Linked DNA regions of Macaca mulatta: region 1 is linked to region 2. The links are chromatin contacts, called in public Hi-C maps. All regions are on one chromosome and are shown on one strand. Each heading gives the region's core, a stretch centred on a gene start, on an enhancer-like site or on the middle of the called end of the contact. The rest is flanking DNA. Distances are from core to core; before and after follow the strand shown.

Evidence for each region. Hi-C and Micro-C count contacts between places; a contact is called where the count stands out from the background.
Region 1: a Hi-C map of cortical neurons shows a contact between it and region 2, with 5 times the contacts expected there. The contact joins two enhancer-like sites. A contact is called at or near these places in 4 of 14 Hi-C or Micro-C datasets (cortical neurons, fetal cortex germinal zone, liver and 1 more).

The regions. Positions count from the first base shown.
Region 1 is chr4:141,299,397-141,303,072 of T2T-MMU8v2.0, forward strand. No RefSeq gene overlaps it. Among named protein-coding and RNA genes, the nearest start is that of UNC5CL, 150 kb to the left of the region's middle. Within about 2 kb of position 1,560, at least 4 of the 40 cell types and tissues checked have an H3K27ac peak or open chromatin away from gene starts, as enhancers often do. A contact at or near this core is called in cortical neurons, where this site is marked.
Region 2 is chr4:141,166,670-141,170,250 of T2T-MMU8v2.0, forward strand. No RefSeq gene overlaps it. Among named protein-coding and RNA genes, the nearest start is that of UNC5CL, 17 kb to the left of the region's middle. Within about 2 kb of position 2,247, at least 2 of the 40 cell types and tissues checked have an H3K27ac peak or open chromatin away from gene starts, as enhancers often do. A contact at or near this core is called in cortical neurons, where this site is marked.

The DNA of each region.
Region 1 (3,676 bases), core at 310-2,809, 130 kb after region 2:
CTCATTTGTAAAATGGTGATAATGATACTTCACAGGTTGATGTAAGGATTAAATGTTTAATGTACATAAGGTGCTTAGCACAGTACTTGGTTCCCAGTAAAAGTTAACTACTAATTATCTATTGTATATTTCAAAGGAGCTAGAAGATAGCAATTCAAATGTTTCTAGCGTGAAGAAAAGACAAATATTTAAGGCAATATATATCCCGAGTATAATGATTTGATCTTTACAAGTTATTCAAATGTGTTAAATTATCACATGTATCCTCAATGTATGCACAACTATTATGTATCAATAAAAAATAAAATTTTTAAAAGTTAAAAAAAAAAAAAAACCATCATCCTCAAGACTGAGCAATTTCTTGCCTGAATAAAATCAGGAAAAGGTCCTAGGTGTTGGGTAGGCAACTCCAGTGCCTGCCAGGGGCGGTTGCCTTGTGGTTCACAGACAAGTAAACAAGCAATGTTGAAATCTTGTGCCATGGTACCAGATACTGTGCACCGCCCCCCTCAAAAGGAGGGGTGCCTGGTCCAGACTTGGGGGATGTCAGAGAAGGCTTCTCAGAGGCGGTGGCACCAATGTAGAATTTCAAAATACATAGCAGTGGCTCGGCAAAGGCAGAGTGTGGGTGGGTGGGAAAGGAAGGTTCTCCAGGCAGAGGCAGCAGTGGGCCTAGAGATGCTGGAGCGTGGTGCTCTGTGGTGTATGTAGGACAAGTGCACACAATTGGTTGTGCCCAGAGAGTGAAGTGAGAACCAGGGGTGGCTCTAGACGTATGTGCTGCCCGGCCGGGGAGGGCTTGGATACCCAGCTAAGGGGTTTGTGTCTTTTCCCACAGGCTATGAATTTTAAGCTGGAGGTAGCCTTAGATTTTTATTTTTGGTCAGTGACTCAGGCTGCAGTGAGAAGGATGGATGGGGGGCGGTGGGACCTAGGTAGGAGGCTACAGCAATATTCAAGGGGACTAGGGCAACAGCTTGAACTAGGGCAGGTACTGGAGGGCTGGAGAGAGAGAGACAGAGCGAGCAAGAAAGTGAGAAACTGGGATGGGAAAGGGAAAGGGGGGAGATAAACACAGGTAGGAGGATGGAGAGAAATGGGGGATGGTGCATTCAAGTTTGGCCAAGTTGGGTCTAGAGGCAGCTGGAGATGTCAGCAGACCGTCACATGCACAGAGTCGGAAGCCAGGAGAGAGACCTGGGCTGAAGACAGCAGATGCAGATGTTATCATCATGGAGGAAGTAGATAATAGATAAATACTTGAGATAGATGAAATTGTCCCGGGAAAATAGAAATAAGAGCAACAACCCTGCAGCTCTGAGCATGGCTTGGGTTGCCAAAATGTTCTGTTTTGTTTGGAAGCTTTGTCAGGCTGGGTATGGTTCAAGGCCCGTAGCCAGGCAAAGGTTTTGTTTGGTTGCTGTGCAAGCAGCTATTGTTTAATGCTCAGCCTGCTGGGTGAATTTCTGCACACTCCTCGTGGTTATTCAAATCTCTAAGCCCTGATGTGGTGTGAGAAGAGAGATAGGTTGAAGATGGAGCCCTGTAGAACACCAGCATTAACAGGGCAGCTTGAGCAGGAGATCAAAGGGAATGTTAGGGAGGTGGGAAGGAACACACAAGAATGTCCCAGGACCCAAGGGAGGTCATGGAATGCACTTCATGTGTTAGTCTCTTCAAATGGACTACAGATCCTAGCAGACGTATCACATGTTTCTCTTCTATCCCAGCAGAGTCCCACTGTCATCTATTTGGTATATTAAATTATATTGAGAATCTATATTAACTTATAGTAAGAATCAAGATCCATAGTAGAGAGGATGGGGAAGCGGGTTATCTTCCTGACCATCCCCTGTGGGTGGGGTTAATGCCAGAGGTTCTGGGCCACACAGAGCTGAGGTTGAGAACTGACTGTCTGTGATGTTGGGCAGCTTACTCAGTGACTTTGGGCCTTAGCTACCCGATCCATCAAACAGAGATACTAACACCTACCCTAAGGATGTCCAGACAATTAAATGAGATACTGCATGCTAACATTCAGCATATATGAATGCTGTCCAGTAGCAAGTGCTTGCTAAGTGGTAATCACTGTTGTCCCAAGGTCCTTGTCTAGCATCCAGCTCAAGATTGGAGCTCTAGCATCATGTTTTGAATGAAGAAGGGAAAATAATTTTGCTAGTGAAAAAAACCTGGAGGAGCAGGCGCTTGCCAAGAGTTAAGGGAGTCAGCATAGACCAGAATGTGAAAGATAAGCAGAGAACCATCTTGGGAAGAGCTCTGTAAGAACTCTCAACAAAGGCAACAGCACAAAAACAAAAACAAAAGGATTCTCAATGAAGAAGAGACTGGCCACAGGAAGCTGATTATAGAGAGATCCAAAATGGAGGTGGAAACTGGTAAGAAGATCTCCAAGTCTGGGTCCTGTAACTCTTCTGTATCGTTGCTGTTTCTTAGCAATCCAAATGTTTCTAGCATGAAGAAATGGCAAATATTTTGTCATTTTGTCTTTGTGGAGTCTACTCTGCCTCCTTGACCATTCTGTCATGTTTATGTAGTTAACATGGTAGAAAGAACATGCACACTGGAGTCAGAGAACTCTAGGTTTGAGTCCCAGCATTATCACTTACCCACCTGTGTGATCCTGTCAAAGTCATTTAACTCCCCATGCCTCAGTTTCCTCATCTGTAAAATGGGCTAACCCACTTCAGCCAGTTACTATGTGGTGTAAATGAGATTAGTGTGCATAAACCGGCAGGCACAATGCTGACACATAGTAGGCGCTCAGTAATTATTTTTGCCTCGTTTTTCCTTGTGCCGTAAGTAAGGAAGTTTCTATTGCCCTTGAGAAGAGAGTCTTAAAAGCATATTTCGTCCTGTCTGGAAAACCCGTTCTGAGGATGGAAAATTTTGCTGAGGAGTGAACTTGGAAGGATCATGTTTCCAGGGTCAGGGCAGAAAGGAAGAGGCCGAAGCCCTGGGGAAGGAATGGCATCAGGACACAGCTTGGTGGTGGTGACCCCCAACCATGGGCCCAGCAGGCCCTATGGAACTCCCACATTGACTTCCCTATCTATGAAACAGTGCCAGTCACTCAGTCTCAGTGCTTCCTTCCCCTTCCCTGTCCCCTGAGGATCCCCGGCTGGGAACTTCAGTTGTGGCGGCTCCATAGCACCTCCTCTGCTGCCTCCCAGAGGTCACTTCCAGGATGGCCGTCCCAGCCGAGCCCTCCTTCCAAGATGCAAATGGCCTTGGCCCCTCTTCACCTGGCCCAGAGGCCACTTAAGAGGTCTGTGGGGGTCCGGAGGGATATCTCTCAAAGGGCCCCTCCCACCGCCCAATATGTTGGAACTCACAATTGTACAGCACTTGGAAGATGTCAATGCTTTTGCATTCCCCATAATGTAGGCAGGGAAGCTATTTTACAGAAAAGGGAAATGGAGCCGCAGAGAAGAGGCCTGCTTCCAACAGCATGGCTAATACATGTTGGAACCAGGACTTGAACCCAGGAACTCCCAGCCCAGGGACATTCTGTTTTATAAATACAGAGGGCACAACATTCCATCCCTTTGACTTGTAATTAGTGGGTGTTGTTTGTATGGCTATGAGCTTTACCCATATTTTTTGGTGCTAGGAGGGAATCCGTCTTCCTCCCCTGCTACCCTTCCTCTCCCATACC
Region 2 (3,581 bases), core at 997-3,496:
CTTCTGAAAGCTAAGGCCTCTTCTGCCTTCCATGCCAGCAAAAACAGAAGCTCCATGCACTGCCTGCTCTTTACACTACTCACTTCTGAATCAAATCTCTAGTGCTGGCCTTGGGTTGTGAGAGCTCAGACCACATGCCTGAATCCTAGCTGCAAAGACACCTGGAAGCTCTGAAATCTGACTGGAACTCTGACTTCAGTATCAGGGAAATGTAATAAGTTACATTTAATTTAAATTAATAAGTTACATGAGAATATCCCCAAATATGGGAAAGCTACTCAAAAGTTGATGAGAAGCCACAAATAAGACAGATGTCTACTACAGTCAGAGTGTAATCATGCTGTAGCCTCAGGCAGCAAATTCCCTTCTCAAGAATAGCCATGCACTCAGTAGGTGCTGTATCAAGGTTCTGGCAGAGAGTAGACTGAGGATGTGCTATGGATTGAATGTTTGTGTGCCCCCAAAATTCATATGATAAAATCCTAACCCTCAATGAGATGGTATTAGGAAGTTGGCCTTTAAGAGGTAATTAGGTCATGAAACTGGAGCCCTCGTGAATGGCATTAGCGTCCTTGTAAGAAGAGACCCAGGAGAGTTTGCTTCATTTCTCTCTGCTTTTTATCACGTGGGCACACACAATGAGAAGATGGTGGTCTGAGAACCAGGAAGAGGGCCGTCACCAGACACCAGTCAGAACCTTGATACGGTGCCTGTGTAAGACCACTGACCTTCAGAATCTTCTCAGTAAAGCATGCCTGCACACGTTCCTTAGGATGGCTCTCATGCCAGTACACACAAATGTTATCCTGTAACCCAGGCTTAGACCTTGACATGGTTTAGAAGTGCTATGGTCTGACAACAAGCTCATCAACAGTGGCAAATTGGTTCGTTCCATGCCTTCTCCAGCCCCTGTGCCTCCCTGTACTGCAGAGGCTGAAGACTAAAATGATGTTTCCCAGACTTCTTGGCAGATGGGGATCTAGATATGCTTAGGTTCAGCCAATCAGCTGGACTCATGCAGGACTTTGATTTGGAATATGGAGGGATGATTTGGAATAATGGAGGGAGTTGAACAGGGCATGAAGCTGGTGCTCATTTTGAGGAGCTAGAGTGGTCAGCAGCTGTGGCAGCAGCTCCCTTAGTGGCAAGTTGCATGCATAGTTTGGGGTGTTAATATGGAATTCAACTTGGAGTATATCCCTACAGCCTTTCCAGTGATTTGTGAACTATCTATCTGGCTCCATAATATATTGTTTGTGCTTAAACTAGCCAGAGAGGGACTACATAGTATAAAACAAAGACCTGTATCCAGTGTGCCAATGATTTTTTCACTGCAAAGACTGTTCTTTATTCTGTGATCATATACTTCTTACTTTGCTTGTGTTAACAGGCCTATTACCTTATGAAAGGATGGTAAAGCAATGATAGCTTTATTAAAATGTCTACTTGGTAAAGTAAAAAGATAATAATCCTATGTTGATTTTCTCCTCCCCAAATTAAAAAATAAAACACAAAAATATTGGTCTGTAAAATACAAAAGCCTGGAAATGCTTTTTTTGTGAGACCTGTCATCCTGATCCTTTCGAAAGCCTTACACAGATATGTTTATTCATCTCCTCTGCACATATTTGACTATTTACTATGTGCTTAGAAACATGGTGGGCCTTCATTTATTTTCTTATCTTCAGGTACTCTTTCTCATGCTGACTTTAATCCAGCCTATGCTAGTTTCTTGTTGGCAGAGATGTTATGCCTTCTGGCCAAAAAAAAGCTAAGTCAATCCTAGCTGGTTAGTGTCATGACATCATAAAGATATTAGCCCAAGGACAGGAATATGCTTCATATTGGCTCTCAACCTTCAGGTGAAACCAGATTTCATTTCCAAATGAACTAGAAAAGACACAATTGGAAAATGAAGAATAATATTTGGAAGATGCTGAATAGGGTAAAGACGAGATTATAGAAAAGTTCTTTAGTGGGGCAGAGAGTATAGATGGGGGTGGGGAAGGGCACACCCCCCCTAATCTAAGGGAGGAGCTGGCCATCCTTTCCCTGGGAATCTCAGATAAATACAAAGAAGGCACATGACAGACAAGGGGACCCAGTGGCATTGGTTATCTTGGAAATCTACCAGGAAAGTCTTCACATGTGGCTTGTCCTCGCTGCATACCCACCCACAGGGTTTCATCACAGTTGGGCTTCTTGTGCTCTGGCTGAGGAGACCATCTGTGGCTAGGTGGCAGAAGCAGACCATGTTTAGTACACAGGGTGTAAGCCCTTGGGAAGTTTCAAGTTCTGGAGATCGCCCGTCTCTGTGAGCCTGTGTTGTCCTTCCTTTCTGCCTGTGACTACCCTCTTCTTTCTGGGTCAAGCCAGTCAGATATGACTCAGGCACATTCTTCCTTGGGAGAAGATCAGGTGAATCCTTTACTTCAGTCTCCGTCTCTTTCCCTTAATAAACTCTTTTTAATTTATTTGACTTCATCAAAGCAAGAATGTGGTTCCATTCCCTTGAGGCCCTTCTTGGAAGCCTGGTTATGTGGGACAAGTAAGGATTCTGGAACCCCACAGACTTTAACTTAGAAGCCAGCTTCTTCACTTTCCACGTGGATTCTGGCAAGTTACTTAATGTGTCTGAGGTTCTGCCTCCTTGTCAGGATGATGGGGATAATATCATCCTCCTTTTAAGATTATTGTGAGGATTAATGACTATGAAGCCCATGGCCTACACGTAGCCTGGTTCAATATTATTCAAAGCCTTCTTCTTTGTAACACCTTGTAATGATCACTGGGCTGGACATTTATTGATGTTGGCTGCAGAGCATCCCATCCCCTTCTTTAAGAGCACCATGACTTGCTTTCAAGAATCATCTTTCCCTAGTGGGATTGTCTCAGAGGGAAATAATACCAAGGGGCAGATGCTTTTTCTTGCCCTTGGTGTAGCCAGGGGGCTGGAACATGATCAATGTCTCTGTCACTCTAGACCCTGAATCCTCTGTGAGTAGACTGAGGATGTGCTATGGATTGAACGTTTGTATGCCCCCAAAATTCATACGTTAAAATCCTAACCCTCAATAAAATGCTATTCAGAAATGCGGCCTTTGGGAGGTAATTAGGTCATGAAGGTGGAGCCCTCATGAGTGGCATTAGTGCCCTTATAAGAAGAGATACAGGAGAGCTTGCTTCCTGTGTCTTGAGCATACAATGAGAAGATAGTGGTCTGAGAACCAGGAAAAGGGCCCTCACCAGCCACCGTATCTGTCAGAACCTTGATCTTGGACTTCCCTTCCTCCAGAACTATGAGAACCAAATGTTTGTTGTTTGAGCCACCCAGTCTGTGGTATTCTTTATGGCAGTCTGAACAGACTAAATCAAGATATATGGAATGATTAGTGGCTCTTTGGAGTCATGGAGGTGTGGACACCTGGCTGTTCCTCTCCCTGAACTGGAACTGGAGTTCTGTTGCCAGAGGATCCTACACTGGAGTCTCCAGTCTTTTCTTGGATTTGGTGCGCCCTGACGCCCTCCCTGAAAATTCCCCTTTGGCTTACATGTATCAGAATTGGTTTCTCTTGCTTGAA